3 separate regions of the Zea mays genome follow, and all the other regions are linked to region 1. Evidence: chromatin contacts called from public Hi-C data. All regions are on one chromosome and are shown on one strand. The core of a region is the stretch at or near the end of the contact, and the rest is flanking DNA. Distances in the headings are between cores, read along the strand shown. Region 1 holds the start of LOC100277077 (Protein RETICULATA chloroplastic). Region 2 holds the start of LOC100273051. Region 3 holds the start of LOC103646196.

Region 1 (2,700 bases), core at 35-2,534:
TTTGCCACGTAAGGTTCATTACCTTGTAAAAGTATGTTCCGATTCTTTGCTGGGCTGTAAATCTGCAGCCTGGTCTTTCAGCTTCAAAAACACTGCAGTTTTAAAAATCTTAGTGCCATACAGAATTAGATTTTTTAAGTCAAAGCTCCATAGCTAGTTTAGCAAAATCTCCATTCTCTTTCAATTTCATAGATGGCGAAACGGACATGGGAGTGGTATACAGGTTAAGTTCAATTCTTATTCATGGTGCAGTAAAAAGCTCCACAGACAACAACTGGAAACGAAATTTCACCTGCTTGGCAAAGATCCAGCCATCCTGCTGAATCTTCCAAAGAGACCCGTTGAAGCAGATGGCTTCCCAATTCTCACATATGGAGCCAGCAGCCCCACAAGTGCAATATCAACTGCTACACCGACAAGAAGATCAGCAGCGTACAGTTCAAACTCTGCCCAAAAATCCTTTCCCCTCTTCTGCACCTCTGCAAATGTCGCGCAGCAAGAGTCGATCACAATCTGCATTGAGCCCAGAACGCAATTGTTAGCAACAGCCGAACTGCTACCTTCTGACCACTTGAAAATAATAACTGACCAATCGCATCCACCTCGGTGCTAACTTTGAAGAGGAACGACGGGTCGGCGAGCATCCGGTTGCGGAGCATCGAGAAGGCGCGGATCAACACGCCTAGTGGCCACGGCGCGGCCTGCAGATCAATATCAAAGGAATGAGAAAAAACGGCCACGTTTGAATCTTCCATACAAATTCCCTGAAATTCGAGGACCTGCAGATCGAAGTAGCGGAGCAAGAGGACTTCCCGGATGCCGGCGTCCTTGGCCGCCTCCAGCATGTCGCCCGGGAGCGCAACGCCGCGCGCCGCGGCGAGGTGCAGCACCTCGTTGAAGCCGAGCAGCGGACCGAAGTCCGCATCGTCACAGTCGTCTTCATCCTCGCCACCCCCGCCGCCGCCTCCATCCTTGCCTCCATTCCCGACGCCCGATCCGTCCCCAGCGGCGGCGCGGGGGATGTGCGGCGCGGAGCAGGAGAGCGCATGCGGTTTGGGGAGGGGTAAGACGGGCTTGAGCGAGAGGTGGAGAGGCCTCGGCTCGTGCAAAGGGTTGGAAGAAGGCGTGGGGGCGGCGGCGGTTGACGACGAGGAGGAAGCGAGTGCGGAGAGGGAAGGGGAGGCGGCGAAGGCCATAGTGGACAGACGGCAGTGCGCGGAAGTTTGACTGGTTTTCTTGGCCTCGTGTCACATGAGCTGTGTAACGTATGGAGTGTTGGTTTAAGGAATCATACCATCTAAATTAAGGTGTATATTATAGGTTTATTTCTTATATTTGGTGGGATGACTCCATTCTTTATATTAGTACTCACTATTTATGATGAATGAGATGGTAATTGATAAACTCATTTTATTTCACAAACCAAACAAAAATAGTGAGGATAAGAAGACGATGGACTAGTTCATTTCTCAAACCAAACACCCAGTAAGGGCCAGTTTGGCAACAAATTTTTTAGATACTACAGTTTTGAAATACTATGGTTTACATTTGTTCATAGCAAAAATACTGTAGTTTTCAAAAACCACATTAAAACCATAGTTTTCAAAAATACTAAGAACTGTTTGGCCATGTGCTCTCTCACGTACAATCGTATGCATCACAGGCAGCGCTATGGCTACTAAGGCCCTGTTTGGGAACAAAGTTTTTGAAAACCACAGTTTTTGAAATACTGCATTATACTTTAGTCATGACAATACCGCAGTTTTGAAAACTGAGGTCCAGACCTAAGTTTAGAATACCTTAAAACAATCATAGTATTTGCAATACTTCAGTTTTGAAAACAAAGATTTTAGCCGGCTTGCCAAACACCATTTTGTATATAATACTGCAGTATTTGAGAATACTACAGTATTCTTCTAAAACTATGAAAAAACTTCACTCCCAAACATCCCCTAAGCCTTTGAAAACTGAAGTTTAAGTGGAGTTTTCAAAACTGTAAAAATACTACAGTTTTAGATAGACCATGATATTCAAAACTGCGTTTTAACCGGTACAAACATACATATTTTGGCTTTATATACCATAGTATCATCTAATACTAAAGTATTCCTTCAAAACTGTAAAAATACTAAGATTCCAAATAGGGCCTAATTACCTTTAGCATTGCAAGCGGGCCGCTCCGGCCGCTGTCTGCGAAGCGTCGTCGGCGATTCTGGGCTTTACGGCAGGTCCGCAAAGAATCAGTGTTATTTTATGGGCTTTACGACAGCTCCGCAAAGAACCACTTATTTTATGGGCTTTGCGGCAACTCATAAATGGTCTTACAGAGAAAAAAATTGCAACGGAGCACGAGCAGCAAATAGATATCCTATAAACTTTTCATATCCAGTCGGGTGGTGAAATTAGCATGAAATATTTTAAAAAATAGTGCACGGAGGTGAGATTTGAACATAAACCCTGATAAAAGAACGACGGAAGACACTAAGTGAAGTCATTTAACCAGTAGAACATCATGGTCAATTATTTTTAATATTGAATATAAATTATACATATGTATATACGGATTTTGTAAAATAAAAAATATATAATGGTGTGAGGCCAGATCGGCACTACGGGTCGAGGCTACGGCCCAAACACGACACGATGATCGTGTCGGGCTGGCTCAGGCACTATTAAATGAGTCGTGCCCCGAACCAGCCC
Region 2 (2,700 bases), core at 81-2,580, 130 kb after region 1:
TTAGTTCATTGCAATTTCGATAGCCACGGTATATTTTTTCTGTTCCGAGAACAAAAAATATGTTAGAAAAACCATAATCCTGACAAAATGTAATTTATGTTGGCATAAAGATAATTCAATTTACAATTGTTTCTATTGTCATGCAAGGACAAATTTTTTATATCTATTGATATAAAGACAAATAACAAATTAAAAAGTAACAATTTACTTGTATTGTTGGTGGTATAAGAGTGTTGCATGGAATTATGTTAAAATCCAGACATCTAAAATAATAGAAAGATGTGCTATTTTATAGCCACAATTAAACATACCGTGCATTGTTTAAATTTTTACGGTGTCATTTTAGTAAAAACTATTAGAGCTGGTTTGATGATCATAGAATTGAAGGTAATTGACGGGGAGGAAATCTCTTACTATTCAATATTTTGAATAGCAAAGGATTTCCTCCCCCACAATCTTCCCAATTCTCTAGTCACCAAACAAATCCTTATATGAATCTCTCCACCCTTCGACGACTTTTATTAGCTCTGTTGTATACTTTTTATGAGGGAGAAAAGAAAGGTGAATGAGAAGTTCTAAAAATCTAGTTAGAAAACTGTTGGATAAGTCTTTTCACTAAAATCTCTATCATTATCATTACCATAAAACACGAGTTTATTCGTGTGTCTTTCGCTCGTCCACCAATGAAATATATAAAAAATATCACTTGTTGAGGTTTAAACCGTGATCACTAGTAATAGAGCACGCATCTAAACTACAGATCATGTTGGTTTGTGTTATATAAAGAAACTGTATATGATATATAGAAATCTTAGTGATGCACGAACAACTGACAATTTAAAGTACATTGAACTACTGGTAAGCGTTAGCGCCCGTCTAACCAGCCGCCGAACATTGTTATCCCAGCCAAGAAAGCTCTGCGACGTCACTGATGACGTTCTACAGTCTAAGCGATGCAAGACCTTACGTCATGAGGACAATTTGGACTTACAGAAAAGAGAAGTTAATATTCCACACGTACTGATCTTCTCGTGGTAGACAAATTCTGCTTCATCGTCATCTCCCGACTCCCATTGGTGTGCAGCAGTGACAGTCATGGTACCATTGTCTCATGGACCAGTCTGCATCAGACTGCAACAAATGTCGTGTAGACGTGTAGGCATACGCAGTGCACGGTCACTGCACCTGCATATATAGGGGCAAGAGCTCAGCAGCTTGCCACAAAAGCTCATCAACAAAGCCTGATACGTAACTACTAGGCCGATCGGCCATCCACAGACCCGTCTTAACTCTACCTGCCTGCCACTATACTATCAGCCTGTGCGAGCGAGAAATGGACAGAGCCGCCAAGCCTCACTTCGCGCTCATCCCATTCACAGGAACCATCAGCCACGTGATCCCCATGGCAGACCTCGGCTGCCTCCTCGCGGCCCACGGAGCCGAGGTCACCATCATCACTACGCCCGTCAATGCAGCGATAGCACAGAGCCGTGTCGACCGCGCACAGTCACACGGTGCCACGACTACGATCACGGTTACCGCAGTCCCGTTCCCGGCCGCGGACGCCGGCCTGCCCGAGGGCTGCGAGAGGATGGACCTGCTCCGGTCCCAGGCCGAGGTGCCTCGCTTCTTCGTGGCCAACAAAGGCTTCGGTGAGGCAGTGTCGCGGCACTGCCTCGGCGAAGCGCTGCGCCGTCCGAGCTGCGTCGTCTCCGGGGCGTGCCAGACGTGGACGCTGGGCCTGGCGCGCCAGCTTGAAGTTCCCTGCTACGTCTTCCACGGTTTCGGCGCCTTCGCTCTGCTCTGCATCGAGCACCTGTACAGGCACAGGCCGCAGGAGGCTGCCGCGTTGGCTGACGACGAGCTGTTCGACGTCCCAGCGCTGCCGCCGCCTTTCCGGCTCAGGCTGTCGCGTAGGCAGCTCCCGCCGCATTTCATGCCGACCACTTCCGTCGCCGGGAAGGCGCTGCAGGGGATCCGGGATTTCGACGTGGCCGCGGACGGCTTCGTGGTGCACACCTTCGAGGAGCTGGAGAGCGGCTCGACGGCGCTACTCGCGGAGGCGACGGGCAAAAAGGTGATCGCCGTTGGGCCCGTCTCGCTGTGCTGCGCGCCAAGCCTGGATCCTCGGCTCGTGTCGAACGATGATGCGAGGCGATGCATGGCGTGGCTGGACGCCAAGGCGCCCAAGTCCGTGGTGTACGTGAGCTTCGGCAGTTTCGGGCGCATGCCACCCGCTCAGCTCATGCAGCTCGGCATGGCGCTTGTCGCATGCCGCTCACCTGTGCTCTGGCTCGTCAAGGGCGCCGACTCCCTGCCCGACGACGTCAAGGATTGGCTAAGAGAGAATACCGACGCAGACGGCGTCGCAGGCAGCAAGTGTCTGGTGGTGCGCGGGTGGGCGCCCCAGGTGGCCATCCTGGCCCATCCGGCCATTGGCGGCTTCGTGACGCACTGTGGATGGGGCTCCATCATGGAGGCTGTTGCAGCCGGTGTGCCCATGGCAACCTGGCCCTTTTTCGCAGAGCAATTTATCAACGAGCAGCTCATCGTGCACGTGCTTGGCGTTGGGGTGTCCGTCGGTGTGACGAAGCCAACAGAAAATGTTTTGAATGCTACTACTGACGCCGCCGGTGGCAGCCAAGGGGAGGCTGATGCCGAGGTGGGGATGGAACAGGTGAAGAAAGCCATGGATACGCT
Region 3 (2,700 bases), core at 98-2,597, 180 kb after region 1:
CTTGGAAACCACTTTCCAATGTTAGTATTCTTTTTATGTTGTCGCTGACATCTGGCATTTGCCTTTTCTAATGTAGATAGACTTCTCAGTGAAATGGGAAACAACCATCTATGCATGCAAACAGAATAGAAAGTAGGGCTAAAACGTGTAGGACCAAATGAATCACGACACCAAATCAAGATAACAAAGAGAGGAATGGTGGAAGGACTGGCTCACCTGGAACAGCTGCAGAAGAGACCGACAGGACAGCCAGAGGATCTGCGCGTGCCTGCCCTTCTGCTACGTAGCAGACCTACAAGAACAACAGACACTATGAGCCAATGCACACGGATCCAACGAAGAGATGAGCAGGAATCGACACAAGAGAAATTAGGATCCGAAGAAAGGAACGGACCACGACGACGGAGTCGAGGAGGAGAAAGGCGCTTGCGCCGAGTACCAGGCGGAGGGAAAGAGGAAGAGACGAGTGAAGGTGCTCCATATATGTAGTAAAATAAAAAGCAGCGACATGGGCGCTATGGCGAAGGACAGAAGCACAGCGAGCCGACGCTGTTGCAAAAGCAGTGGCGACGGGACGGATGCGGAGCACGCATCGAGGCAAGGCAGGGCGCGGATTTGTGGGATTTTAGAATCCGGTGACTAACCCTCACCTAACCCTATGGGCATAGGCACCGCGGAGCACGGCTGCGTACTTCGAGGTCCACAGAAGAGGAGAGCACTGACCTGGCTAACGGCGAAGCGCCGGCCGCAACCCACGCGCCGTCCTTGGCCGGCGTCACTCCGTCGCAGTCTCACAGACCCGATCGCCCGCGCCGTTCGTCGCAGATCACGGCACCACGCACGCCCGACAGCCGACGACCGTCCTCGCGCGCGGACACCGGCGCGCTGCCGTTGGCAGCCGCGTCGCAGCCGAGATCTGCATCGCGGTCTGGGGCTGTGTCGCAATCGAGCTCCACGCGAAGCGCCGGGCGGGCGCAACCCACGCGCCGTCACGCGCTGTCGCTGGCTGTCGTGGCTCCGTCGCGAGCTGAGAGGAGACGGGCGCCCGCGCCGTCCGTCGCAGATCCAGCCGCCCGCGCCGCCCGTCGCGTCGTGCTGTTGCCCCACACCCACGCAAGGAGACGGGACGACCTGAGAGGAGACGGACGCGTCGTGCTGTCGTCCCACTGCGGGCCCACACCCACGCGAGGAGACGGGCGCGTCGTGCTGTCGTCCCACTGCGGGCCCACACCTACGCCGACCAACAGCCAAACGGGCCCACTGTACCGCACGCACGCGTCGCTGCCTAAAAGGATGGAGTCGCGTGAAACGCTCTGCGCGCAGCGTTCCCGTGTAACTTTTAACTAGAAGTAATGTGTAGCAGTATTTAAAAAAACAGTGTGTTTATAATTATATTATTAATTGTAAAATGTCCTCATAATTTTATAGAAATAGATTTATATAAAGTAGTTACAATTTTTTGTGATGGATATCAATATAATTGCAGATGAATTCATATGAGCCTTTCAAGGGGCACTTTTTAGGAATGTTGAACATGCAAAACACATGTTTTTATAGGCCATCAGCGATAGAAGTGGGCAACTTAGAACCATGCATAAATATAATTTATGGTAATTTACATTTTTCATAACAAAATTTTGTTGATTTGTATATTTTATTTAATTTTGAAAAATATAAGAGCTTGCAATTTAGATGTAAACTTAATGTGTTGCTTAGATTATATATTATAATCATAGTTAGGCAATTAAAATGTAAATTTTGTGCGTCACTTTAGATTATGATTATATTAAGTGAGGTGGGTAATTTAGATACATGTTTATGGGCTTATGTTAGGTTATTCTTAACAAGGGGATATTTTTTTTAAAAATTAGATGTTATTATGAGAAATGGTGATTAATGTATATAGAATTGGTTGGTTGCCAGATCTTTTTTACCTCTATGAAAATTTTATAGATTTTTTAGCGTGTCTCATGAGAACGGACACAGATAGCCATTTTATTTCTTCCAAAGACTTGTTGTTTTTAACCTTTGGTTCTATCATTATCATTTTGTAGTTAGAGTTTTTTATAAACTCACCCTCTAAATAGTTTTAAATTTTTTTCATCCTCCGACATTTATATATCTTATACACACTCTAAAGAATTATTTTAACTTTCTATCCGTGGCTAGCGAGAATTTTGAAATAGATGACGATATTCTTGGATAGCCAATTTAAAAAAGATGTTGGAGAGTGCTCTGCCGTAAGATATCTATTTCTAACAATTATGAATGATATAAAGAGCCGCTTAAAATTAATCTCACACTTATTATCTTCACGGCCAGGGCTGTCCAGTGCCAAGTGTGACGGGGGTGACGGCACATGGCCCTAGATTTTTACGTTTTGTGAGTATAAATAATGTAACAAGGCAAACACTGTATGATCATTTATAAAATAAACTGCGAAATCTTGAGCTTAAAATAAATAATATGAGAAGACAAGAATATGATAATAGATCAAATACAAAAAGAACCTAGGCAGAGAAACGATAGACATTTCAATGATCGAAACGGAACAACACGAGAGGATGAATTATTTGCCCATCTCGGCAAACAACTAATTTTAGGAGGCCACTAATCAGCTAAACACAGCACATAAGAAGTAGGGAAAAAAAAGAATGAACATTTTACCTTGAGCCACTTGCCAACATAGTACTAGTACCT

Evidence for each region. Hi-C and Micro-C count contacts between places; a contact is called where the count stands out from the background.
Region 2: a contact with region 1 is called in a Hi-C map of tassel, with 2.6 times the contacts expected there. The contact joins the promoter of LOC100273051 here to the promoter of LOC100277077 in region 1. A contact is called at or near these places in 2 of 25 Hi-C or Micro-C datasets (ear and tassel).
Region 3: a contact with region 1 is called in a Hi-C map of tassel, with 1.7 times the contacts expected there. The contact joins the promoter of LOC103646196 here to the promoter of LOC100277077 in region 1. A contact is called at or near these places in 3 of 25 Hi-C or Micro-C datasets (ear, leaf and tassel).

What each region holds. Positions count from the first base shown.
Region 1 is chr2:28,880,902-28,883,601 of Zm-B73-REFERENCE-NAM-5.0, forward strand. It overlaps LOC100277077 (Protein RETICULATA chloroplastic), which reads right to left and starts at 1,285. Exons shown (of 7, transcript NM_001150743.1): 1 at 780-1,285; 2 at 603-701; 3 at 293-513; 4 at 23-92. The coding sequence starts at 1,196.
Region 2 is chr2:29,014,670-29,017,369 of Zm-B73-REFERENCE-NAM-5.0, forward strand. It overlaps LOC100273051, which reads left to right and starts at 1,331. Exons shown (of 1, transcript NM_001147500.1): 1 at 1,331-2,700. The coding sequence starts at 1,334.
Region 3 is chr2:29,058,968-29,061,667 of Zm-B73-REFERENCE-NAM-5.0, forward strand. It overlaps LOC103646196, which reads right to left and starts at 1,348. Exons shown (of 7, transcript XR_004856163.1): 1 at 724-1,348; 2 at 217-292. LOC100526753 reads right to left here. Exons shown (of 5, transcript NM_001199032.3): 5 at 2,642-2,700.